Regions from separate parts of the Anas platyrhynchos genome. Here region 1 is linked to region 2. The links are chromatin contacts, called in public Hi-C maps. All regions are on one chromosome and are shown on one strand. Each heading gives the region's core, a stretch centred on a gene start, on an enhancer-like site or on the middle of the called end of the contact. The rest is flanking DNA. Distances are from core to core; before and after follow the strand shown. Region 1 has its middle 35 kb from the start of PPP1CB. Region 2 holds the start of LOC119716379 (a long non-coding RNA gene).

Region 1 (6,424 bases), core at 2,543-5,042, 490 kb after region 2:
CAGTCAGGTTTGTGAGAGAGGAATGCATTTTACACAGACCCGACAGGTAGCATTACAGCTTAGCAAAGCATAGAAGCAAAGCGATACTGTCAATATTGTATTGCTCTTCAACTGGTTTGAATTGTAACTTGGTTCATGATTGACACGTCTCCTTTGTAATGTCCCTGAAGCTACGTGTGAATGTTTGGCTTCAGATAGTCTGGTGGAAAAATCAAGAGCAAGAAAATGTCTCCTTATGTTGGATCAGAGGTGACTACAGCACAACATGTTTTGGATGTCTGTCTCAGTCCGCATGGGCTAATCATGTGCTTCAGAGAATAGTGTAATTTTAATGCAAAACAGAACTGAGCTGAAGTTCATGTTTCAGTGCATATTTAAATACCAGTTCTTTGTGCATCTGAGGAGGCCTGACTGTTAGAACTGCATACTAAGCACGTAGTCCTACTTATCAATAGCAAAAAGCAATTCAGTGAATCAATGCCAGGCTTGAAATATTTGGACACAGCCCTTGATGTTTTTCTCTTCTGTACTCTGCTTGCTTGTGCTAATTAGCTGGAGCATTTTTCAAGGGCACGCTTGGTGCATCTGTATGATTTTTCAGAAACTGATTTTGCTTGCTTTATTCCAAAGGTTGACCAAGGTTTTGATGGCAGCATCGAACCAGGTGGCTGCACACAGCTCATGGGCTTATAACCAAACATTCTTCTTACTGCTTTTATCAGATGATCAAAGCTGAAGGAACCTCAAACCGTGTTGGACCAAACACTCGAAAACCACATGACAGTAAGTCAGTGTTGGGACAATAAATGAGTTACCAAGATAAGCTGCAAACCTGGTACTGTGTGTTGTTACAGGCCTGCCAGGTTCTCATCTTCCAGGGATTTCTAGAACTGGTACTGCCTTGAAGATCCCTCAAGTTGTTAAGAAACACTCAATTATCCAGTTATTTGTTCTGTATGTGCCTTGCTAAAATAAATAATCTCAATGCATTCATTTGTAATAAGGACAAAATTTCATTCTGTTCTCCCCTGTCCTGCTTTAACTCCAGTTAATCCCTATACCTGTATGTTCAAAGACATGAGAATGACAAAGCAATTCAAAAGAAGCTTTCCATCCAGCAGTTGCCAATATGTGGTTATAGTAATCTCTTCCAAGGAAAACTGGTTACTGTCTTGAAACAGCCTGAACACCTGGAGCTTTAGTCTGTGTACTACAGGTGGCCTGGCCCAGCCCCTTTCCTGAGTTCTGCTGCCTTATTTAACTGTATCTGCAGATGAAGCTTTGTGTTTGGATTACTGCAACCTCAAATCTTTGGAGCAACTGTATCAGAGAGCAGGTGCTAACTAGATCCAGCTGCTAATAAAGATCAGAAAAGGTTATTCTGTGTCTTCAGGTGGAAATAAAAGTTTTATGGTAAGATGAGAATAGCATAGTATTCCCTGGCAGAGCTCTACAAACAAGCAGCACACAAATGTCCTGTTGAAGTGTGATAGGCATGCCCAAAGGGTAAGTTTCGGTGTTTGAACTTTATTCTGAGTTACTGTTGAACGCAGGAAGCAAAGCAGATAGGCAGGATTACAGTTTTCTAGTCTCTTACAGATAAGTCATTGGAAAATACTGAATTATATTTGCGGAAAGCAGAATAACTTAGTGAAGCTTTTTCCCCCCTTTGGTAGGAAGTTCTGCCTGCTCATGTTGCTTTAAAGGTTTGAATCTTTGGGATGTGAGAGAATATTCTGGATGCATCTCTAATTATTTAAAAGGCTTAGCTGGGGGGAAAGAAAAGTATCTTGTGGACAAACTGGTGTAGCTTATAACATGATGCAGAGGAACACACAATGTTGATTTTTAAGAAAAGTGCAAAGGACATTAGCCTTGGTGAGTAAATATTTTCCAGTGTAATGATTTTCCCCATTTTGCTTTGAAGTCCCAACCTACATATGGTGTGGTAGGTACAACTGCTTCACATTGCTCCCTCTGGATACTTTCTACAGCATTTGTGCGATTTTATTCTTGTTGAATATCAGGGCGTGTATAAATCAGCAATTTCCTTTAGCTACCCCCCAAATATTTTATATTTGCTTTTTGGGTTGCTATTCCTGAGCAAGCTTTTGCACCTTCATCCAAGATAGAATGTGCAATTTCTGTGAAATGCTGGGAGAGGGAACACGTTACGAGAATTACGTTTTAATGGATATCTTAATTACACCTTTACCACATCTCTAGGAAAATAGATTTTATTAAGAGCGTGGGCTGCAAGGCTGAAGGCCCCAGTCTGTTGAAGGATTGATAGTAAACACCTTATTCCTTTCCTACTTAAGGCTCTTACCTTGAGGTACAACAACAAGCAACCGATATGCTGGTCTTGGAGGCTTTTGTCTTGCCTTTACCAGTTAGGATTAAGAAAATACATCCTATTCCTTGAATCTCTTGTTTGTACTAATTCTATTTAAAGGCAGTTACGAAAAGGACCCCGTCCAGTTGACGTTTTTGTAATTGCTCTAGCACGCAGATGCCATCTAGTGGTTGAAGCTCAGTGGATGAAAAGCTGCAGAACTGGCATTTTACTGCATGTTTATCCAGCACCCGTCTGATAGGCAAACCTCTCCTGATCAGCACTGGAATATATCCACAGTACTTGGCTTCATCAGAGCTCAGAGCTTGCTGCATTGAAACTAGGCTTCCCTCGGTAAGGAGTACAGATTTAGTTCCTGTACGTCTGATAGATCTCCAAGTCTGTTAAAATTCTCTGCGGATTCTTAAGGGGAAAAAGAAAAAATCAAAGCTGCCATAGAAATCATAGAAAGGAATGACCTCCTAGGCTTTGTCAGACTAGATGAAGGTTTCTGTACCCAATCCTGACTGGTTCTCTGGTCTTCCTCAAAACCGTGGGTGTGATTCTTGCCTCTGTCATTAGGCCACAGTGGTAAGTTGGGGTTTTAGCCCTTCATGGGCCATGTGGAACTGCAGGAAGCTTGTATGGGCCCACTCATTCCTATCTTTGTGCTTGCCCTAAAGTGTTAGGCCCTGTCTGCTCCACTAGGGGCCTGTCTCTGCTCACCCACATATGGGTTATGGGCCTCTTCACAGGACATAGTTGGGTTTGGACAGTTGCTCAGCCCTTCCACTTCAAGTGTGATCACCCAGCACAGGGGGCTTCACTTGAAATTACCTGGCCCCCTGACCTGTGCTTTTCTATGGTACAGACAATGAGGCGTGTATAAAGCTGGGAGGGTGTGATAACTCTGAGAAAGGTGTTTCAGCAAAGTCTAGGCTCAGAACAAGCAGATCCTTGCAGCTTTCTGCCAAATAAACACCTCTAAGCATCTGCACCTGATGAGTAGTATGCATCTGTTATAAAAGGTGTTCAGCTTTTGTAGCTGTATCTGGTAGTTGCGATCAAATAATGGCTTGTCCTCGGGGCCCCAGCATGTTGGCTCGAGGTAATGAAGCAGGCTGGGAGGAAATGGAGTTCTGAAGTTGTGGCTGGCTTGGGGAGATGGGATTGAGTGTACCTTGTGGGGCACTGCTGGGAATCATGCAGTCACTTGTCTGTCACGTACTTATGCCCGTCAGGTGTGAGAATGTCCCCATGCAGAGCTGCATATTCTTTTTTTTAGCTGGTAATGGAGAAATTTTAAAGTAAGGACTAAAGTATTTCATCATGTAGATGAACTGCTCTCTAAGAAATATGCTCACTCGTTCAGTGCTTGATACAGACTTTTGTCTGAGGTATCAAAACAGCCAGGAGGTGGCACCTGTGTACCACGAGTAAGAAAAGCATTAGCACATCAGGCAGAGCCTGCAAGGGGGCAGGTTTGCTGTCGAGGCTTTGTCAGTGCTTGCTTAGTCACCCATGTCTGTACAAGCAGGCTTCGTTAGGTGAAGCACTGTGTCCTTATATTACTAGTCTAAATCGAGAACTAATCATTTGTGAGCAGTTATGGTGAGATGTTTTTGAGGTGATTGGACACTATGTTCATACACAGTTACTCCAGCTGTATTTGTGTGGTTATGATTTATGCACGTAAATTTTTTATAGGTCACTTATCTCCCTAGTCATTGTTTGACAACTAGCGTCCTTTTCTTCATAAAAGAAAACCCAAGTGGCTGCAACTGATGATAGTAATGCTTTATGAATAAATGTTTGTTCTGTGCTGCAAATACAATAAACTCCTGCCCCCTCTTCACGTTGAAGTAGTCTGTAAGCAACAATTACTTAAGCAATAAGTACAATCACACACTTTTATGGTAAATAAGTGTCATGGTAGAAAACAAAAACAGCAAGGGACTTTGGCAAAGTGCTTGTGAGGATTTGAGTGAACATGCGAGTCCCTGACTCAGGCCTGCAGTCAGGGTTAGTTGCCTACTTGATGCCCATTCTATACAACATAGGCAGCAATGGCCAGCATTTCCTAAGGAAGATTTTTTTTTTTTTGCCTGGAACTCTTCCAAATATGGTTCTTGCTCAGTCTTTATCTGGTTTCTTTATTTCTTCCTTCACGTTAACCTTTTCAAAGAATGAGCAATAACAGATGTGCTTTCTCTGCCAATATCACAGGCGCTGCTTTGTTCTGGTGTGTTTGCTGACCCATGAATAGCCCTTGGAAGCAGAAAACACACAGTTTCACACCAGTGCCGTCTCATTGACAGTAGCACTGACCTGCCGCAGGGTTAATGTACAGCGTCCTAATTGACCTAGATTAGCTGCTCATCTTCCTACGCTAACAGCTACTGGACATTAACCTCTTCTGTTTCTACTTGTAACCGATGCCTTCAATCAAAACAGGACCATTGTGAGACATGAAAATCACGTTCCTTGCTTGGCTTTGTTACCAGCACCAGGGGGTGACCTGTGCTATGTGTTTGTTTGGCATGCTATAGTGGTCTTGCACGTGGCTGATAGATTATTTTTATGAAGGCTGGGGGTGAACACACTGATGTGGATTCTTCTCACTGGAGTCCCTTGTCAATGTCCTGGTGCTCCTAGCAGCTGTGGAAGATCCCACGTCAACACGTCTGTGAGGTATGAGTTGAACTTCTGAAACTTCACGAGATGCTTTTTGCTATTCCTGTCAACAAGCTTCATATGACTGTAATTCTCTGAAACCTGATTTTCCATTTGTTGTGTATCTGTCCCCATTCCTTAGAAAAGCAGCATGTCTTCGATGTCAGCAACCCATGTTATGGGATTATTGTGCGTCTTTCCATGTAGGAGATTGCACATAATGCCTTGTGCAACTTACCCAGAGAAAAAAATGGAGAGTGAGAACGTGGGAAGGATATATGTGTATTTTTGAAGTAGGCACCTCAGCCTACTGGAAAGTAGGAGTCTCATAGTTTTTACTGGAAAACACTCAAAACTCTTATTTAAAATAATATTTGAAAGTATTTTCATAAGTTTCCCTGTAGGGAAAATTAAAAGTGGTGTGATGCAGTTGGTGCTTACCTCTTGTTTGAGTAAGGCTGAATTTTTTTTCCTTGCAGGAAAATGATGTGTGACTTCAACCAGCTTTAGTGTGTCTGTTTTGGGAGTGCTAAGCTTTGTAGGCCTGGTGGGACATGAGCTGCTTGTATAGTTCCCTACCTACTTAAAGCCTTGTTCTTTATTCTTATGAACACTTCATCCTGAGAAGCTGCATTTATTTCTATTGCCTCTGCTCCCTATTCATTGGATTGTGGCCTCCGGTGACGTCCTGCCTTTACATGCAGGTGTGAGTGGTGTTTGTAGGTCTGTGTGCATATTCTGACTCTTTCTTTGGAGTGGAAATTAGGGTGGCAAGTCTGAGAACCAGTCGCCCCTGACACCGAAGCTTATTAAAAACAGATTTATCATATACGGTCTAATTGCAGTAACATATGGTCAAGGTAACTTGCCCTAATGTGATGTTTGCATGTTCTGCGGTGTGTTAGCAAGTGTCTTACTGGTATCCAGGCTACCAATTTTACAACTGTTCAAGTAGAGGTGTCTATGATTGGTAGTATTGTTCTATAAACAATACAGCAGTGTGAACAATGCCAAGAACATATGCCTCTGAGATGTGTGATGCCATGTATCCTGGCCAAAAAAGTAGATAGTGACCTTTAATATGAAGAGTTCAAAGGATATGCCTTAGCTTGTTCAAATTTGAGCTGCTGCAGTTTAGGAAAATAGCATACAGAAACTTCTCGTGCTCCTTAAGAGGAAATACTTGCTTGAGCTCTGTGATCTGTACCAAGGATGTATTGCTACCTGATATCATTTATATCACAGCTGTTTTTCTCTCACTTTCTCCACCAAGAAAGGCTTGTTCTGGTAAAATGGTGACATCTTCTGTTAACACTTAGTATTTCTCAAGAATTCAGTGTCCATCAGAAAGAGTCACTTGCATTCAAAACAAAACCACCTCTGGAAGCAGAAGGAAAAAACAGGGCTGTTTCCAGT
Region 2 (6,785 bases), core at 4,082-6,581:
CCGCGGCGCTGCCGGGGCCGGGCCTCCGCTTAAAGGAGCCCCGGCCCCCCGGGAGGGGAAAGGAGGGGATGGAGAAGGGGTCTAAGAGGTGATGGGGGTCGCCCGGAGCCACGGGGGGGGCCTCCGGGTAGAGGGGAGCGCCGCGGTGCTGTGAGGGGGGCAGCGCTGCCAAGGGCTGCCCCGAGGGGTCCGTCCCTGGGGGTGTCCACAAGGGAGCTGCTGGAGGTGGCACTGCCTGGGCAGGGGGACCCACAGAGGGTCCCAGACACCTCATTGATCCCCCAGGTCTGAGGCACAGCACTGGGGCCTCAGGTAGAAGCCACCACCACCACCACGGCCTCTTCTTCTGCAGCAGCCCTACAGAGCTGCAGCAGCCGCTTCTCCAGGGGTCTGTGTCCCCAGCCAGGTCCCCAGCACCTCCCTGGCCAAACAGCCAGCAAAAAGTTATCAGGGATTGCCCGATACGCTCCCAGCCACTCTGACCCCACAGAAAGCCACCGGAAGGTTTCACAGAGGCAGGAGCTTGCAGGACTAACAAAGGGCTTTTAGGCACTGCCAGCTCCATGCCATACAAGCTCCCCGTGTCGAGGTGAAAGGCTCCCTTCACCCGCTACCAGTCCCCTGGGGCCAGCAGAGCCTTGTGTCCCAGCCTTTCTCCTGGGAAATGTTCGGCAGCCTTGAGGAGGGCTCAGAGCTCACGTACAAGCTGTGGAGCAGCACAGGCTGGTGAACAGATCAGCTGCCCCTTCTCAGCCAGCACGCCTGTAACAAGATAAGGAAAGGGCATTTGTAAAGTGCTGGCTGCAGAAAAGAAAAATATCTTCGATTTAGGGGAAAGGGACTCAGGCCAGCTCCGGTTAGCAAAGTGCTCTTCTTGAAAGACTGCAAGAGGCACGGAGTCTGAGCCAGAGAATGACCTCCCTGCCTTTCTGAGCAGTGCCACCTCAGATGCCTGCAGTAGACTAACTCATTTGTAAAACTGTATTTGCTCTCTGAATTCTGCATTCACACTGTGGACATATTTTCAGGTGTTTTTTGTTTTTTTCCCCCCCAGTCACACAAAATTGAACTCACCATCCAACCTCAAGACTCTAAGTCACCATTCATTGTCCTAGGTTCTTCTGTTTCCTTATCGCATGAACACAGGACAACAGGTAACTGCATATACCAGCTCACCAGCCTGGCACCCTGCCTCTGACAGGAGAGAATTAGAGGCCAGAGGAAAGCCGAAATCCTCCATACAGGCATGCAGCAGCACATCTGTTGTGAGGTATGAGTTACTCCTGACCCCTAGCTGATAACTAAGGTACATCCAAAAGCCCGATGACTGAGAATCCATCTCCTCTGAACACAGTACAGGGATCCACTGCTGCAGCCAGCAACAAGCAACTGCAGAGCCCCGAAGTAAAAGAAGCCCCATTGCCACAGCTCTTCCTCCTCATGCAATCCCTGCCCCAAAAACGAGGCTCAACACACGAGCTGGGCGCAGTGGGTTGTGCTGCTGCACCATGCATCAGAAACACACATACGGGCTGCAGAATATTACCAAGGAACTTCTACCCAAGGATAGCAAAATACTTTCCAGGAGCAAGTTTTCTCCTTTTTCCAATGGAGAAAACTAAGACTGGGGAAAATTACTTTCTGAAGGTCACAGTGGAAAGCCGTGGAAGATCCAAGAACACGAGCTGTACCTCCTGGCCCCTGGCTGCATGCTCCCAGACTGCCCCGGCGTGTAACCTAGCCTGTTACCAGATCACACTGCTGGAGCTATGCAAAATTCAGTGGTTTCGCTTCCCAAGCATTTCACGTGATCAGTCTGCTTGGCTTTTTGGTTCCTGTGGGTTTCTCACTCCTGGGGTTTTGATCTGAACACTGGGTTCAAACCAAACCCAAATCTCAAACCCCGTCAGAGAGGCCAAGTTTCCTCTGGTCAGTTGATAAAAACATGAAAAATTCATTGCATAACATTTATGACAAGGCCACACGCCTGCTCCAGCATTGCTCAAAAACCTGTTTAAGTTCCTGGCAGCGAGGCCAGGAGCCAAAGGAAGGTGGGTGGCAAGCTTCCCCTGCAAGAACACATTGCGTTGTGGTGACAGAGAGCAAGAGGGCTGTGGCAGGATCCCGCCTCACTTCCACAAAACCCACGTGTCACTACCTGCTGCTAGCATGGAGAAAACAGTCCTGGAGAACTGCATTAGCTCTTGAGGAGCCACAGCTTCCTCCACCTTCCTCAGAGAGGATCCTGACCAGCAGGGTGGGTGCAGACAGTGCAGTGAGGATTAATTTAACACAGAGATCCCTCCGAGCTGTTTCCCATTGTGCCCAGAGGACAACCCAACACCTCTGCACCCTGTGCTCCCCATTGTGTACCACTCACACCGTGAGATGAGAGATCAGGAGTGTGTGGGTGCAGAAGGCCCCACCAGGTAGACCCGCCCAAGCCTGCTCACGAGGAAAGGGGCACTGATTTTACCCCTGGAAACCACCTGGGGATGATGCCCACCTCGGGCTCCCTTCCTCTGTGCCGCAACAGGAGCGTGCCCCGTCTGGGAAGAGCCTCAAGTGCCATCTATTGGGCATCGGCCCTTATTACACCAGGAGAAGGAGATGGGTGAGCTGTAAGAAAACAAAATCCATCCATCTCCTCTCATTTTGGGTGATGTCCGAGAGGAACAGCAGAGCTGCAGACAGTGCTGGGCACAGAAGGAGCATCCGCTTGCCAAGAGAGAGCAGCAAGGCAGAAGCAAGATGAAAGCTGAGACTGGAGATGTGGGTGCAAAGCTGGGCACGTCTTGAATGGTGCCACCAAGCAGGGCCATCCTCCAGCTGTCTCAGCTGCAGTTCAGCATGTGTTGGTAGAAAGCAGAGAGCCCATAAAAGCCATGAGAGTTGTTTGCAGAACAGTACAACTGAGGAAAGAGGCAGCTGGGGCATTCTGCATGGCAAAGGGCACCGGGCTCTGTCCACGAGCCAGCTGCCAGCCATTCACATTGCTACAGGTGCCCACAGGTGGAAAGAGGCTGCTGTCACCTTAACAGATAGATTTATAGAGAACAGCTAGATTTGACAGAGAAGCGCTGACCATGCCAGCACAGGCCACACAAGTGCAGTAAGAAAAAGATGATCCTCTTAACAGCACTGCTGGGCAGCCCCATACCTGTTATAATCAATCCCCTTGGTGCCTGCTCTCACCCCACAAATGATTAGGGCCAATTGGAAAGTCAGCATGTGGCTAAGACACTGAGAACCAGGGAGAGACAGCATTGCCATCACACTTTACACCACGCTTCTTTAGCTGGTGCTGCCAACATTTGTTCCTCTGCAAAAGGGGACCCCAAAGGGACCCCATGAGACCCACGGGGCTGTGGGGTGCATGGGAGCACTTCCAGGGCAGCTGGAAGCTCCAGGACAGCAGGGCAGCCTGGCTCCTTGAAAAGCAAGCAAAAAGGAATGATGACTTCTGGCTAAATGGTCTCTGACCTCCTCTGCTCCAAATACGCTCACTGCAACTGCCTGATGCCTGTTTCTTCTCAAACACCTCAATGGTAGCAATCCCCAGCTGGGATCGCACAGCAGTCCTGAGCCCTGCTGTGCAGCCAGTCTAGAGATACATGGACCATCCACTCTGTGCATCCCACCCCCCAGAGAGGGCCAGCCTACTCATCAGCTGCCTCAGACTCAAAGTCCTTAGGTCAAAGACAAGAAACCTCAAACTACAGAAGGGCAGCATCAGAGAGAAGAGACCCAGGCTCCTGCAGAAGAAAGAGCACTAGGAAACAAGCACTCACTCTCTGCAGAAGGGTAAAATATTATTATGGTTGCTAGTTTGATGGGGGAAAATTCCTGTCTGGAACTTCCCGGCTGCCCAGACAGCCTCTGGGCTCATACCAAGTGTATAAACAAGACAGCTTTTGACATCAAAGAGGGTTCCCACTTCCTCTAGCTGGGCACCCCATCTAAATCTGCTTTTATGAGCATTTTCAGTACTTCCAAGGAAAGTGGGAAAAAAAGCCATGTTCATATTCACTGGGGAAAGAAATTCCAGGAAGAATTTCCAGAAGGAGCAAGTCTGATCCTGCTGCCTTGCAGTTCATCCCTGGCATGAGCAGGGTGCCTCGGTGCGAACAGCCTGGCTGCACTCATGCTCTGACCTGGCTGAGCCAGCCTGGGGGGCTCCTGGCCACAGTGCCTCATGCAGGCCTGGCCAGAGCTCTCAAATTTCCATAAGAAAATACCAGCTGGACACCAGTGATGCCTCACAGAACTGCCAGGACTGCCCAGCAGCCTCACATACCCCACCTCCAGCTCTTCAGTCAGGGGACAACAGTTCTGTGTCCACTGAAGCCATTGGGCAAACCTGTGCTGTGGAGATGCTCTTAGTGCGACAGGGAAGGCTGGGGAGAGACACACGAGTACTGCCTGAGACCTCTGCAGCAGTAAAAATATAGCAGAGTCCTCAGAGGAAGGCTCGGAAGTAAAACACACGGCCCTTAAAATAGCTGGAGAAACAAAGAGTGCTCTCATGACTCAGGGTCTGTGGCCACAAACCAGCCAGAAGCCAGCAGAAGGGGTCCGAGCACCCAGTCAAATGGCACTTGGAGGAGGAGAACAAGACGACCTGTCCTCAGAAGCCTCTGCCCCAAAGGCTTAGATCACTAAACCTGCCAAGGAAGACTTCTCTAACAAGAATAAGTCACAAGCCTGTCATTTGTCCTCTGCTTTCTGAACTCTGACAGCACGCTGCATCTGTGCATTCCCCTGGCTCTTCTAAAAGCCAGGGCCAAATGCTGAAACCTTTATCGGTTTCTTACAACTATGGACAGTTACTGGCAAGCTCTCCACCAGAAATCCCAGTTGGAACAGTTCTGCAGGCAGCGTGGCTATATAAACAAGGATGAAAACGGCCTTGGGAAGGAGGAAATGAGTTCGGGATCAGAAACAGCAAGCTCTGCATGCAAGCACGCTAGCACTAAAATTAGTAGGAAAAGGGGGCAGGAGAAGGGATGGGAGCGGAATAATGTCACGGACATTTTACCACACACTCCTCCCTGACGTCCCTTTGCTTCTAGGGTAAAACCTCTGAGCTAGGAGGCACTGTCAGAGCAGAGGCAGGGGCTGGCTGGCTCCTGTCCTATAAACCTGACCCACGGAGGGTCCCCGGCTGGGAGAAACCCAGTGAGAAGCCGTGCAGGCTTCATCTTGCCTGTGTTACACACGAGCCGTCCCCAGAGGGCACAATAGACCACGACTTGGCCTCTACAGCAGCTCAGCCCTTCCCAGCCAGGCCTGGCGGGTGGGTGAGGCGCTTGGGGGTTTTCCCAGCTCTGAGTTCCCGTGGGCTGATGGCAGGAACTGGGATTGCCACAGAGCAGCTCGGAGCCGCTTCGGGCTGACGAGCACATACGCAAGCACCTAGCAGGAAGCTGCGCCTTGCTAGCCAAAGGTCTGGGTGGCTCCCAGGCAGGCAGCCAGGGGCACGATCCCAAGCTCCACATGCTCCCTCCTCAGCGCTTACAGCCCGGGATTGTGTCCCTAAATCCCACCCAGGGCTGCCTTCTCGTTGCCCAGCACTGTGTGAGGGGCACTGCACTTGTCACAGCCCGCCACCAGGGTCCTGGCCCTCCAGAGGTATGGAAGCAGGGCCTCTACCCAGCCTGACTGCACTCGGGTGAGGCAACGCAGAAATAAATTGTCTTAGCTTCCACACCACGGCCAGCATTGCTAGATTTATTCAGTGATAGTTTTCTGGAGTTTGTTTCTGAAAAACTTTTACTACTCAGCTGTGTCCTAGGTCCCTGGTAGGCGAGCAATGAGCCCAGACACAGAGCAATCAGCTCCCCCAGGTGAGCCTGCTCACACCTCACATAGGAGCACATGCAGCAGGTGCGTGGGAGACCCTCATAGGTGTGGAGCAAAGAACAAGAACAATAGCAAATCATCACCACAGCACCAGAGCCATCCCAATGCGTACACGCACATTGCTGCGGGCGGGACAGACAGACAGATACCCAAGTCATACATCACGTAGTGCAGTGGTGGTCCCACCAGACTCACACAGGTAACAAGATACTCATTATGTCAGTGCTCATCACCAAGCCCTGGCCTACGTATTCTGATGCTAATGTGGTGTCTGTGTTGATAGAAATGAAGCTCAGGCTATAGTAAGAGTCAGAGGTTAACAGCCTGAAAGAGGTAAAGAATGGAGCTATGATTAGACCAGACAGATGGGTCAGGTGACTTGGAGCACTGTAATTCTCATCCTCACCAAAGAAATTATGTTCCTGCACATAAACGTAGGTTTGCAGCTGTCAGACACCTTTCTGTGCCACTCACACAGTGAACATTCAACAGCACCGTTCCCAAGAGACGTTACACCACCAGGACCGGTACAACTGAACACACTTGCAGTGGTGTTCCTCTGCAAAATCTATCCAGTGCTTCCATGATTTCATATAGCAAAATTAGCGTAATCTTACAATCTCCAGGTTTAACCTGAAGGCAAAGAGAGCTCTTTTCTACACAGCCTGGTGAAAATTAGGCAGCCTTTGAAAAATTGCTGTTTCATATTTTTTTTTTATTTTTCCCCTCTTATGTTTTGGGTACCTTTGTTCCTAAAAATATAACAAAAATGTTAATTAAACAGAGTTCACTGTTGTTATATGCCACTGTCACGATGGCAGTGATGATACAACGGTGTAATTACAACACACTTTACTTTAGGAAAGTAAAATTTTTACTTTAGGAAAAAAAAACCTCTAAAAGCTCATTATCACCAGGAGTCC

Evidence for each region. Hi-C and Micro-C count contacts between places; a contact is called where the count stands out from the background.
Region 1: a contact with region 2 is called in a Hi-C map of subcutaneous adipose tissue, with 4 times the contacts expected there. The contact joins two enhancer-like sites. A contact is called at or near these places in 3 of 8 Hi-C or Micro-C datasets (F1 follicle, skeletal muscle and subcutaneous adipose tissue).

What each region holds. Positions count from the first base shown.
Region 1 is chr3:38,690,084-38,696,507 of IASCAAS_PekinDuck_T2T, forward strand. No RefSeq gene overlaps it. Among named protein-coding and RNA genes, the nearest start is that of PPP1CB, 35 kb to the left of the region's middle. Within about 2 kb of position 3,793, at least 4 of the 8 cell types and tissues checked have an H3K27ac peak or open chromatin away from gene starts, as enhancers often do. A contact at or near this core is called in subcutaneous adipose tissue, where this site is marked.
Region 2 is chr3:38,195,935-38,202,719 of IASCAAS_PekinDuck_T2T, forward strand. It overlaps LOC119716379 (a long non-coding RNA gene), which reads left to right and starts at 772. Exons shown (of 2, transcript XR_011808179.1): 1 at 772-6,785. It also overlaps a transcript of LOC101797709 not described here. Within about 2 kb of position 5,332, at least 6 of the 8 cell types and tissues checked have an H3K27ac peak or open chromatin away from gene starts, as enhancers often do. A contact at or near this core is called in subcutaneous adipose tissue, where this site is marked.